Linked DNA regions of Bactrocera dorsalis: region 1 is linked to region 2. The links are chromatin contacts, called in public Hi-C maps. All regions are on one chromosome and are shown on one strand. Each heading gives the region's core, a stretch centred on a gene start, on an enhancer-like site or on the middle of the called end of the contact. The rest is flanking DNA. Distances are from core to core; before and after follow the strand shown.

The links. Hi-C and Micro-C count contacts between places; a contact is called where the count stands out from the background.
Region 1: a contact with region 2 is called in a Hi-C map of whole body, with 1.6 times the contacts expected there. The contact joins two enhancer-like sites. A contact is called at or near these places in 2 of 2 Hi-C or Micro-C datasets (both in whole body).

The regions. Positions count from the first base shown.
Region 1 is chr1:4,091,203-4,097,764 of ASM2337382v1, reverse strand. It overlaps LOC105232401, which reads left to right. Exons shown (of 9, transcript XM_029552889.2): 4 at 2,002-2,031. Among protein-coding and RNA genes, the nearest start is that of LOC105232400, 16 kb to the left of the region's middle. Within about 2 kb of position 4,269, the one cell type or tissue checked has open chromatin away from gene starts, as enhancers often do.
Region 2 is chr1:4,040,857-4,047,037 of ASM2337382v1, reverse strand. All of the region lies in intron 8 of LOC105232401, which reads left to right. Among protein-coding and RNA genes, the nearest start is that of LOC125775848, 9.4 kb to the right of the region's middle. Within about 2 kb of position 2,282, the one cell type or tissue checked has open chromatin away from gene starts, as enhancers often do.

The sequences.
Region 1 (6,562 bases), core at 3,020-5,519, 49 kb before region 2:
TTGTAAAGAAGCGTTTTCGTTTGACGAGATATCTTCAATAAATTTTCATGGATCATTATGTTATTCAATATTGTTATTCATCATGTTATTTTCATTAAAATATCTTCTTTTTCTAATGTGTTTATCCTACTATAAAAATATCAACCCTGGTCTATAGGTAAAATTATTAACAATTTTCACTGAAGCAGATCAAAAACAAATAAATAAAAATATATAAAGATAGATTTTCTTTATTTATATCCTACAACAGATATCTAATTTATTACTTTTTTAAGCCCAAAACGTTATTGTCATAGTCACTATATATAGGGTGCGTTTTTGGAGGTTCATAATTTTGTAGAGAGACTGCTCCAAAGACAAATAATTCGTTATATTTTGCTTCCCGATTGTAACAAAAATAGGTTATAAACTCTGCAGTAACTTGTTATCAGAAACAGCACAGCACTTTTGCTTTATCGCACCGAACTTTTGGTGACCGTAAAATTATGACTTCATTGGAAGTGTGTCTCTCTTTTTTCTAGAACAAAAAAAAAGAGGAATTGCATGCTCCTAAAAACACCCTTTATATTTAATACACACATCTCCACATTTCGAATGTAATAAATGAATAAGATTTAGAAAATGTCTAAATATTAATATGGACTTCCCGGTGTGAATATTATTTGGGTTATAATCGCTAGTCAAGCAGCATTTGTGTACATCCTTTCACATATGCTCACCAATACAGCTGTCCAAGTACAAAACATGTCGTTGCCATGTGCTTGCAGCAAAAACATATACACAAACTATACAGCAGATAGGCCGGAGCCAGCATGTGACCATTTCAGTCACCAACTGAGATTCAAAATCCAATTATTCATCCATGATTACATGGAAATGTCCTTATCGCTAACGAACAGCGCACATGTTCCAGCCGACCGACCGACTGCCTGCCTGCCTGCCTGCTTGTACGCTGACCGGTGAGCCAATACAACCGGTTACAAAACCAGCACGACAGGCACCGTTCAATGCAAAACAAGCCAAGAATATCGGTGAGAACGCGCTTGTATGTTTGTGTGTATTGCACGTGTTTGCATGCGTGTGCCACTTAGGTATCTATATCCGAATACCACGTTATTAGTCCTCTTTGAAGCACACCTGCTGTTGGCAGCTACAAAGGACCTGCACTGCTGCTGAGCCTTGCCATCTTAGTTGAACCACACGAATTCAAAGGCACATATGAATGTCACTAGAGGAGTGGGGAGTTTCTATAGACAGTTTAAGTGATATTTTGGGTAATTTGTGCAAAATTTTTAAATGTCAATGAGCTGAAGCGAAGATAGATGGTTTTAAGAGGTAAGAAATGAAGATAGTAGCTAAAGGGAAGTTAAAGGTTTCAAAGCAATACTAAGAAGATAAGATTGAAGTTTAAAATAAAATATAAGTTTTACACTAAAAAAATTAACGTCGCTTCGCTAACTTGACACGAGTTTAATATATCATTTATATGCCTATATTTATGCTTTAATCCCACACATCGCGGCATTTTTGTTCGCCTCTCAGTCGTTGGGAAGCATTAGTTAGTCATTTAATGAGTAATTAAGTGCCTTTATTTTCCAGCATTCAATATTTCTGCTTAACAAACTCGATAGTAACAATAATTACCATTATTTACATAATATGAGCATAATTCTTGCTGTGCGCTTCTTTTTTGAAGCGCATTATGTGTAGCTCCGCATGTCGTGTACGCTGGCATGTCGTCATAAATTCCACCCTGTGGATATTTAAAGCATTTCGCTGACCACCTACGTGCATGTTTCGATTTTAATTGAATTCTGTGGCTGTCAATTTCGAATTTTCGGAAATGGAGTAAAACCCTTTTTGGTAAATAATAGAATCGAGTTGTAAATAATGCAAATAGTTTAGGTGCAAAGAATTAGTAAGTGAAAAAATTATGTTTTAGTAAATTTATTGTAACTTACTTAATTGGTTTTTATAAACAATGTTCGTTTCTCTTTCCAGATTTTGACGGCTCTGAAGGCATAATTGAATGTAAGTATCATTTTGTTTTAATAACCTAAAGTCGTATCATCGTCTTCACATACTATTTAAAAATTCTTGAAATTAAGTGATACACACGCCCTTGTATAACCGTTATTTTAAAAACTTGTAAAACGGCATTAACTCACTGAAGAAATACGTCAGAAGCATTGGCTTTAGAACCAGAGAAGCTTGCATAAGACTCAGTGTAAAAATTGAACAGTGATTGGAACACCACCCACTCTTAGATGAAATTTATTGTATTAGGAACTGTTCGACCAGTATCAACCAAATTTGGTGCAAAATATTTCTTAATATTCTTATGCTATGGTGTGAAAACGGAAGAAATCAGACTACAATCGCGCCTACTTTTCATATAAGACAATTTATAACTTCGTTTTATAGTACAAATATTATATATGTATTATATTATATATTTAGTCGGAAAAGTATTTTCATATTTCTAATCAAACTTTAACTTATTTTTTTTTTTAATTACAAAACTACAAACTTTAATGAACCAAATTTTTGCCATTTTTCCGCTAGAGACATTATTCCATCAGTGTAAAACTTGTTTGGGTTTTCGACGAAAAACTGCGACAAGCAATTTTCACAGGCTTCTCTTGAAGCCAACTTTACTCCATTAAGAGAGTTCTGCATTGACCGAAACAAATGGTAGTCCGATGGTGCAAGGTCATGGCTATATGGTGAATGCATCAAAACTTCCCAACGAAGGTTTCACAGTTTTTGCCGAGTCATCAAAGTTGTGTGTGGTCGAAGCCCTTTCCGTTGATCAGTTCTGCCCGATTTTTCGATTGCTTGCTTCAATCTCATGAGTTGTTGACAGTAAAATGTACAATCAATCGTTCGACCAGGCTATAGCAGCTCATAGTGGATGATTTCTTTCCAATCCCACCAAACACTCAGTATAATCTTTCGAGTCGTCAATGCTACAATTTTTTAAGCTTCACTACTCTTGGACTATGATCTTCTTCGCACATTATTGTCGTATTTGATCTACTTTCGTTTTCCGTTACTATTCGCTTTAGAAATGGTTCGATTTCATTTCATTTCAGCAAAGAATCACAGGTGTTAATTCGGTCCATTAAAATTTTCACAAACAATTCATGTGGTACCCAAACATCGAGCTTCTTTTTGTAGCCAGCCTTTTTTAAATAGCTCAAAACTCTTTGATGATGAATGTTAAGTTCCTTAGCGATGTCATGGCTTCTTATGTGATGGTCCTGGTGAATCTTTTCCATAACTCCATCGACTTTTTCAACTATAGGTCGAGCAGAGCGAGGTGGATCTTTCACATGTTGTGCTACACGAACTGATACAGCATCGTCCCCGTAAACTTTACATATTTCATTGGTGGCTAAAGTGGCATTCTTCCCTTACTTATTTAAAAATTTCAAAATATAGTAAATTTCTTTATTATTTTCATTCATTTTTGAACAGCTGGAACCTTTTTCAACTTCCCCGAATTTAATTTTTTTTTTTGCTTCAATGAAGTTTACCTTTCCAACACTTATGGTATGACACAATGTGATCGGTAGCACTGGAGATATACGACTGCAACGACATCTATTGACAAAATACGAAAATACTTTTTCTACCTCCAATGAGGATACTCCTCAATGTTTGTTGTCTTCCCTAAAATTATATAAAATGGACTCTAAAAAAGTTTTAAGTCCCAAAATATCGAATATGTAGACCTCTGCCGAACCGAAACACTTGAAAATATGACCTCGACTTTGATCATTGAAAATTTTTAAAGTTTAAAATTTCCTGTTAAACTCAAACTTAGACCTCCCTTTCTTATTGTGATTAAAATTGAAAATAATTTTGGATTTTGTACGAAAATCAAAACTTGTCCAACATTGGCATAGTCCTACATTGACAGCAGCTCTATTGAAAAGCCTTGTGCAGTCCTTATTTTGTATTAAATCTGAGAAAGTCTTATATCCTGCATTCTTTAAATATTTTTATATAACTCTTACGGTCTCAGCTTTTGAATTTCCTTTAATTTTTTGACTCACTGAAATCTATCATATAAAACCAACACATATTTCCCCAAAAATCCAAATCAGCCATACAAATTGAGTTACCTCCTCTTTATCAGCGTAGCTAAACCCGAAAAAAAGATCACGTTATCACATACGAATATAATATGTGTGCGAGTACCATTCGCTATCTCGTCACCCCGCGGGCGATGAACTGTTGTTGACAGCTTTATTCTTGCGCTCGCTCCAATCACATTATTTTCACCACACCTGCTGCACATTGCGCGACTGGTCACTGCTGGTCGGTCACTATAGCCTTCGGGCGGCAGCGCGTAAGTACGGACATTAATTTTCAATCAAATTTCGTGTTTAATGAAATTGAGGAAGTTTCACGTTATTGCATACAATATTCAATTTTCAAACTTAACATCTGCACATAAACACACACACATGGCAAGCTTAACTCGAGTGTCACCAACATGAAATGGCTTACTTCCTCCGTGACCCATCCCCTTTGATGCGTATAAATTGTGTCCTCTACCATCACCGTATACATATGTAGGTGAGTCCACATGTCTGCTTATCCTTCGGATATATTATGTTTGTGCATATTTTGCATCGATAAATGCAAATGTGGTTAAATTTCAATTAAATGGCATATTAATTTAATTTTGTCTCAATTTGTTGTGGCCAGACGAGCTGGGTGTCAGGCTTTGCGGCGCCTCTGCCACACTCTCAATCGTGCATGTTCAGGGTCTCGGCAGAAGCGGTGTTGCCATTAAGCAGCGCTTGTCTTCTGATTCATAGTCTAGTTTTGTTCCGTTAGTTTTCTATGATCCATGCTTCAATTCATGGCAAATTGCATGCTTTAGTGATAAATTGAATTGGTTTGAAGTTGGTGTGTCAATTTGGTTGATTTTAATTACATTGATTAGGAGCTTGATATTGGTTTCGTGAATACATTACGCTTTTCTAGGAAAATTTATTTAGTTTTGGTGGTACGGAACAGTGTTGATAATCTGCCGCGAATATATTTTAGATGGTTGCGGATAGAAAAAGCAATAAGAAGTTTTCCATTACTATTTTCAGTTTTTTGGAGCTTCTGCTTTACTCTGCAATGTAGCAACCTTCGATTCAGTCGTGGTGGTTCCAATTCCACTTTACTAGAAATGTTAGTAAAGAAAGAGAATTTACCAAAAACACTCAATAACCATAACCATCATTAGTAATGTGAATATTTTGACGAAGTACCTTTTGAAACCTCGAGGTCAAGCTTACGCGGTTATGGACGAGTCGTTTGTTCTTTTCGCAAGGTGGCGCCAGTTGGAGATTCCCAGCGAAGCCAGGTCCTCCACCTGGTGTTTCTAATTGGGGGGTATTGCACCGAATACTCTCAGAACAGGCACTATGTCAATGTCGTCGTATATCTCATACAGCTAATCATTCCATCAATTGCGATATTCGCCGTGACCAATGAGTATAAGGAATGACTTGTAGAGTTTGGCCTTTGTTCGTCGAGAGAGAGACTTTACTTCTCAATTGTCTACTCACTTCGTAGTAGCACCTGTTGGCAAGAGCTATTCTGCGTTGGATTTCGAGGTTGACATTGTTATTGCTGTTAATACTGGTCCCAAGATAGACGACATTACCTACGACTTCAAAGTTATGACTATCAACAGTGATGAGGAAGGCTGGTCGCGAGGACTGTTTCTTTAATGGCAGGAGATATTTTGTGTTACCTTCGTACACTACCAGCAAATCCGAAGCTGTTTTTTTTACTTTTCATATGGGGCGTTTTTTATGTGGTGGGTGCCTAACCCAGTCCACATGGAGCGGATGGTTCGCCTTTTCACTTTACCTCGCCTTCAAACTTCTACTAATGCTTTTTAAAACCTATAGCACGTAGATCTAACAAAATAGTACAATCGAAAATCATAATTTGGTTTGTCGAAAAAGAAAAGGTCGATAAATGAACTGCCTGATTGGAAGCATCAACTTTTAATTTCTTAAATCTCCAAAGAGAAAATCTAGAAACTTCAAAATATTAATCAAAGTCAGAAAACAGATATTTCTTTGTGGACTTTGAATATACATATAAAGTCAGAAAAACTGAAAATATTCTTCACATGAACGAACTTCTACGTTTTGACTTGTGATACGATATACTAAAAGACATGATTGGGGTAATAATAATGAAGTCAGAAACTTTGAAGATAACTCTTCATGCACACTTTATGCGTCATTATGGAGATATAATGCAGTCATATAGCCTTCTGCAAAATCTACAAACTTCAAAAAATTAATCGAAAGCACCAAAGGGTCCTTATTTAGTTCGAATTTTTAAGATCAGAACAAATAAAATTTTAATTCAGAGATATAATACAGTCTTATAGGTTTCTGCATGATCAATAAATTTCTACTATATGTATTAAAATCCGCATCAGCTGGTTGGAGCGAACTCCTACCTCTCTGGACTAGTGGCCCCATACTTTCATCCCCCACGCCACAAATTCCAACTAGTGGAGATCACACCGCAG
Region 2 (6,181 bases), core at 1,033-3,532:
CGTACTTCGCCGTCACACGTACACACGCACACGCCGAGCAGCGACCTTCCGATCTTTATAGCATTCTAATTATGAAGCTTCAAATTGCTGGCATTGTTTGCCACAAAAATCAACTCTGAAATGACAGTTTTATCAAAGAGAAAATAATTCTACATAATTTATGCGCATAACTAACATCTGCTGTATGGACTATTAATTTTGTGAAGCTAATTCGAATTTATATGACAACAAGTGGGATCGTTACAAACAAGTTGAGTAGTTGGAAGGGTGGAGAAGACAATGCTATTTGCTTTTTGTATATGACAAAAAGAGTTCTTTTACTTAGTATCACACTAATACCACTCTAAACTAACTGTATTTATTTTTCTTTTTCTTTCTGAAACTATGAACTCAAGATTCTCGTTAATTTGCTGACTAAGGCACCAAAATAATAACAACCAAGTTTAGTTTTTGGGTTAAGTTTTCGAAAAGCCGTCATCAGCAAAACAAAGATTTGCATAAGAATCTAGAGACTTAAGCTCATTCATAAATCTACAAAAATCTCGAGTAGTCACTCCTTTGCAGACTTACTCCTTGAATTCTTCTCTATGTTCCCTTTACTTTATAGTACTAAAATGAGCTATTGGCCAACTATTTTCAACGACAAAAAAGCTGATCGGGCTTCAATACTGATTTGGTTAATTTGTTTTTAGTTCCAGACCTGTTACTTACTCTATCTACCCTATTACACTCTATCCTTACAAACAAAACAAAATATCTACCAATATAAGTTTCCGAGTTGAGTCCCTCTTTCTTAATCAAAGCCATCACCCTCAAAACTGAAGCTAAATAAGAATCCAGAGGTATAAGCTCTTTCATAAAGAAATCAAGATATCACCCTTTTCATACTTACTCCTTGAATTCTCTTTTCACTTCCTTTGCCTTTAGTACTTAAACGAGATACTTTCTAGGTAAAAAATAATAATTTTTGAAAAAAGACTGTGTTTTACCTGAGGAAACCTATGTAACCCCTTAAACTAAGAATGTTTCGGAGTGTAAGAGTGTTATCGGAACCGTCGGTATATAACTTCCGGAGTCAAGTTCTTGTTTAGAAAACTTTTTCATTTGGCGTGGATTATAGCCTAGGACTATGGGGCACCCTACAGATCTACAGTTTGGACCACTTTAGCATATACATACAAATGTAGCTGCCATACAAACTGATCGTTCAAAATCAAGTCCTTGTGTGGAAATCTTTTTTATTTGACGAGATATCTCCACCCAAATTTTCATACATTATTGCCGAGGGCAAAGCCATAATCTCTGAATATACTGATCTGATCGGAACACTAGCAAATAAACTGGCCGATCCAAATCAAGCTTTCGTATGAGAAAATGTTTTGTTTGACGAAGATTTGAAGAAAACGCAAAAAAAAATATGAAGGAATTTTCTGGATTGGATCACTATATTATATAGCTTTCATATAAACTGAATGATCAACACCAAATTCTTGTATGGAAACTTTTTTAATTGTCAAAAAATCTACAAGAAATTTGGTACGGACTACTTGCCTTATACAAGGCTACAATCTCCATGCATATTATTCAGATCGGATTAATATATTATCAAGCCAGCATACAAAATGACTCATCAGAAATAAGATAAAGACATTTTTTTATCCTTTTGTGTTATAAGAAAAAATAAGGCTATTATAGCTCTCATTTATTTTTAACCAATGAATGTGATTGACTAGTTTTTGGCTCACCCTGCTGTATACTTTATACTTTATACTGTTTTAAGTCCAGATGAAATTGCACAGTTGTGGCATGCAGAGTTTAAGAAGAACTCATAAAAAAACATTAAGAAAAATCAAAATAAAAGATTAAACTCTTCAAAAATGGTTTTGGGATTAAAAATCGTACAACATTTGTGCTCTGAAGGGCTTTCCACAGTCTAAGCACCACTTTCATATGAGTACCAAAAAAAAATAAAAAAACAACAACAAAACGCAAGTGTGTGCGCCCCCATAAAGACGAATAATTAAAACGTATACTAATATTGCATGCCATAACCACCATTTATGGCTGTTGTTGACATTTTGGCTAAAAGCATTTGCCAAATATATTTAGTACCCCGTCAAGTTGTGTTGCACGCTGCCAAATTGCAGCAATTGTGGCAACGCGCTACTAAGCGTTACGTTTGCCCGCCACAAGTTATGCTCGAGCGCAAGTCTAAGTACTGCTCACACTACGCTCATATGCGGTGGCGGCTGGGAAGTGTGCCTGTGCAACACTGGTTGCTTAATTTGTGCAACTTGCTGCAAGTTGGCAAGTGCAGCTGGCCATTTAACACAGGCCGCAGCGTCTAATAAACGTTTATTGTGTTTGCGCGTCTCACTGGCTTAGAGGATTTTATTTATGCACTCGGCTATGTGTGTGTTTGAAAGTGCAACTCTCTTTGTGTCTGTGTGAGTGTTGGTTGCGCCTTATAATCGCCTTTGTAGTTGTTTGCAAATTGCAATATTAATTTGGCGCCAAGTGCTGGCAGGAAAAACCAGCAAAGCCGCACTTCTTGCAACAGCAGAGTTATGCGCAGCCATACACACCCGCACTGCCCCACACTCCCACACAAAGGCACACATGCACATATAGCTAAAGCGGAGGCCCATCCACACCCACAATTTGCCCCTTTGCCCTTTCACCAACGCTGACCACATGCCGTGTTTTTGCACATTCACGCAAACATACACATGTATATATGAAGGTATATATATAATTACACTCACAAGTGCTCAGAGTTGCATAGAAATTATTACGACAAATTATACTCATGTTTATGATGCTTTTAAGGCTCCGTCATCGCGACAATGGCTTTTGTAGTTGTTTTCACCTCTTGTTGCCGGCAATTTGAAGTAGTCTGGCGCCCACGCACGCACACAAAGCCACGGAGCCGTAAACACCCCCACACACAGCAAGTTTTAATGGCGGTTTACAAAATCAAACGAGCCTTCCATCTAAGCACCCAAGTACAATTGCGCCATTATTTACTGTGATTCGCATGCATGCGCTCACACTTGCGCCTATTTTTATTGCTGTTTGTGTACTTTCAAGTAGAGCGCGAGTTGGAAACTGTTTACTTGAAATTTTCTTGGAGGAACATATGACATGTGACTGTGCGCCTGGAAATGGTTACAGGCTTAGGTCAGTTGATGGTAGTTTTAGCTTCTGGTTTGATTTCAAGGAGGTAAAAAAAAAATTTCATAAAATTCTTCAAGTAGAGGGAAAAATACCATGACCTCGTCGTCGCGATTATCTGTAAGCAAGACATAAAAGGATTCTTGATGATCATACGGAAAAATTTAAAAAAATCTACTTTTTCAAACAAATGTCGAAACTGAAACGAAAAATCCTAAATTGGTTGCTGCTCAACAAATTTCGGTTTTTTTCTACAATTTTTCAACTTTTTCTACATTTAAAGTTTTAAGTAAATGCTGACAAACGCTTTAAAAATAGCAGTTTCGAGAAAAACTCTTTCGAACCGGCGCCATTTGCAGCAACTCGCATAGAACGACTTGGCACATTTTACGTGAAAATCTTAAACTGAAAGCATTCAGGACAAAAAGCAACCTAAAGAGATTCAAGAACTGTCATTTCATCCAAAAACATCAACTAATTATGTGGTTTGTGGGCCGACAGAATCGTAGGTCCATATATCTTCATCTTCCGGTGATGACGTATCGCACCATAATAACAGACTATCTTGAACAGACTTGCTTAAAATTGAAGCTTGTGACCTCGGCGACATTTGGTTTCAACAAGACGACGCCATTTCACACACATCGCATAAATCAATGGATTTGTGGTAGAGAACACTTCGATGAGCAACATTAGCTTCGCAGTCGTTGGAGTAGGAACAGGCCAGAGCTCCATTGTTCTCTGGGTGAGCGATGGACAACTATCGATACCTGCGCAGTCATAATATTCTATTTTCGCCTTCAGCAAGGTTAAGATTTCTCTAATTGTGGGTATCCACTTGGTAAGGTAAAAAATCATACCGGATGCCAGTTACAGAAGCTGCTTAGAAGAAGACGGGGTAGAAATATCTACAGATTTTCTCATTGACTTCAATGCTTTTGAGAGATCAAGGCAAAAATAACTTAGATTTCAAAACCAGTAGAGCTCGCGGAAAGAGATATTAAATGCGTAAGAAGATTTGTACACAGATATGTAATGAGTACACGGCACTTTATCGAAACTTCAAAACTAATTAACGGTCTCTATCTTCACAAATGTCTAAGCATAATGTTCGATCTTCTTTTTCCATCAGCCATATAACCGTACTTAACCTAAGATAACCTATCCTAGGACGGTGTTCGAATTTATAGTTTAAATAAAGCTAAATATGATCTAGGTTTGTGTTTCTGGAAAGCAGTATTGGTTTAAATTTTTGTTCCCAGAATCCGTTCAGAGTAACTATGAATCGATTTTCGACAGATTTTTCACAGAGTCAGACTTCTTGTTAAAATATAACACCAAATGCATCTTCTCTTCACTGTTGAATAGGACCACAATTATTTAGGCCATTCCATTTCTCCATACTATTTTTCCCACTATTTTCTTTACTTAAACTCTACTGTCTTGCCACTTTTGCATCAACTTCTACTTGACTACAACAACTCACTCATTTATTTACACTCTTTTGCGCTTTTTAATTTATTCTATCCGAAAATATTTGACAGCATTGTTTGTGGAGAATTAGCAAACTTTTATTTACATAACTAACAAACAAAGGGGTGGCGTTAAAAAAAATATTTTGGCAAATTTTACGCGCGTAAAATTTCGCAAGAAATTTTTACTTAGAAAAAAAATTTTAAAAATCTTTATTTGTGTGGTTGTGTGAAGGTTATGATACCAGCTCTCATGGTGCTAAATAATGCATTTGCTCATGGAAATATTTTTTATAGGAATTATTTAGTTAGTGACGTCTATTGCTAAAAATTTAAAATTTCTCTATATATGAAATTTTGTAATACTAGCTGATCAAATCCCTGGCATTTCAATGGGGAGGATATTTCCAAGTGTTGTTTGGACCATTTTCATAGGTCATGATCTGTAATCTTGACGCGCTCTTGTAAACTCGGGTATAACGCGTAGGCGGTGTCTATGCCAATAAAGGAGACCCTTCTAAATGAAGGTATACTTTATTTAGAAGCAATATTGATGAATTTGGCCGATATTGAAAAAATGGACATTAGTGGCATTAATGAAGTTTCAAAACGTATTTATTTAGAAATATTTCAATGAAGATTATTTCCATTTAAAGACAGCTTCAAAACTTTATAATATCTTATATTTTTGTTTTCTTTTTTTGTGTTCAGAACGTGCTTTAAAGACTGAATTCTACATTAAAGCGCAAAAGTTAACGACTTCAGTCTGTTTCCACTCGCCATGTGACGCCAAAATTCATAATAACTATCCAAAAACGTCAGCTTATTTAAAAATATCAAAAATATAATAGCACAAATACGTCAAAGCTCCTTTTAAATTAAATACTGTATATCCTTTTGGCGTCAACGCTACTGCTTGCTGACAAGCTAAAATTTCACACAAAAAATGCAATTTTAAAAAATACACGCTACAAAATGAGTGTGAAAGCAAAATGCAACAGAAAATCAGAGTCTCTTTGCCATGTCCCCAGCACTAGTCGTGGCATATCCTTGCGCGGTTCTTTTTTTTTTTGTTTTTGTGCTTGCTTTGCTATCTACAGATTTCCAGCGCTCTTAATTTTTTATGCGTTTCTCTGTGTAGCACGCATTTTTCGCTCGAAATTTTATTTTCTGTCATTTAATGCCTTTATGACGCTAAAGCTTTATGAGCTTTTCAGCGCTTCATATTTTCGTTGCATATTTTTTTGCTGCATGATAAATGCAAAAAAAAAAAAAATAAATAAAAAATGGTGGCAATGCCACTTCATAAACTTAATTTGCACGCAAAAGTGAATGAGAACGCAAACAAATATGACGACAACGTATAAGAAAGATATCTGTCTGTCTATCTGTCGCCGTTTGTGGTTTCGCATTTGCCTTTTAACGCAACGAAATGCAATTAAGAAATTATTATTTATGCGCACTATTTTAAATTTCGTATTTGAATGTAAAATTCGTTTGAAACTAAGTATAAAATAGTAAAAAAGGGAAACGAA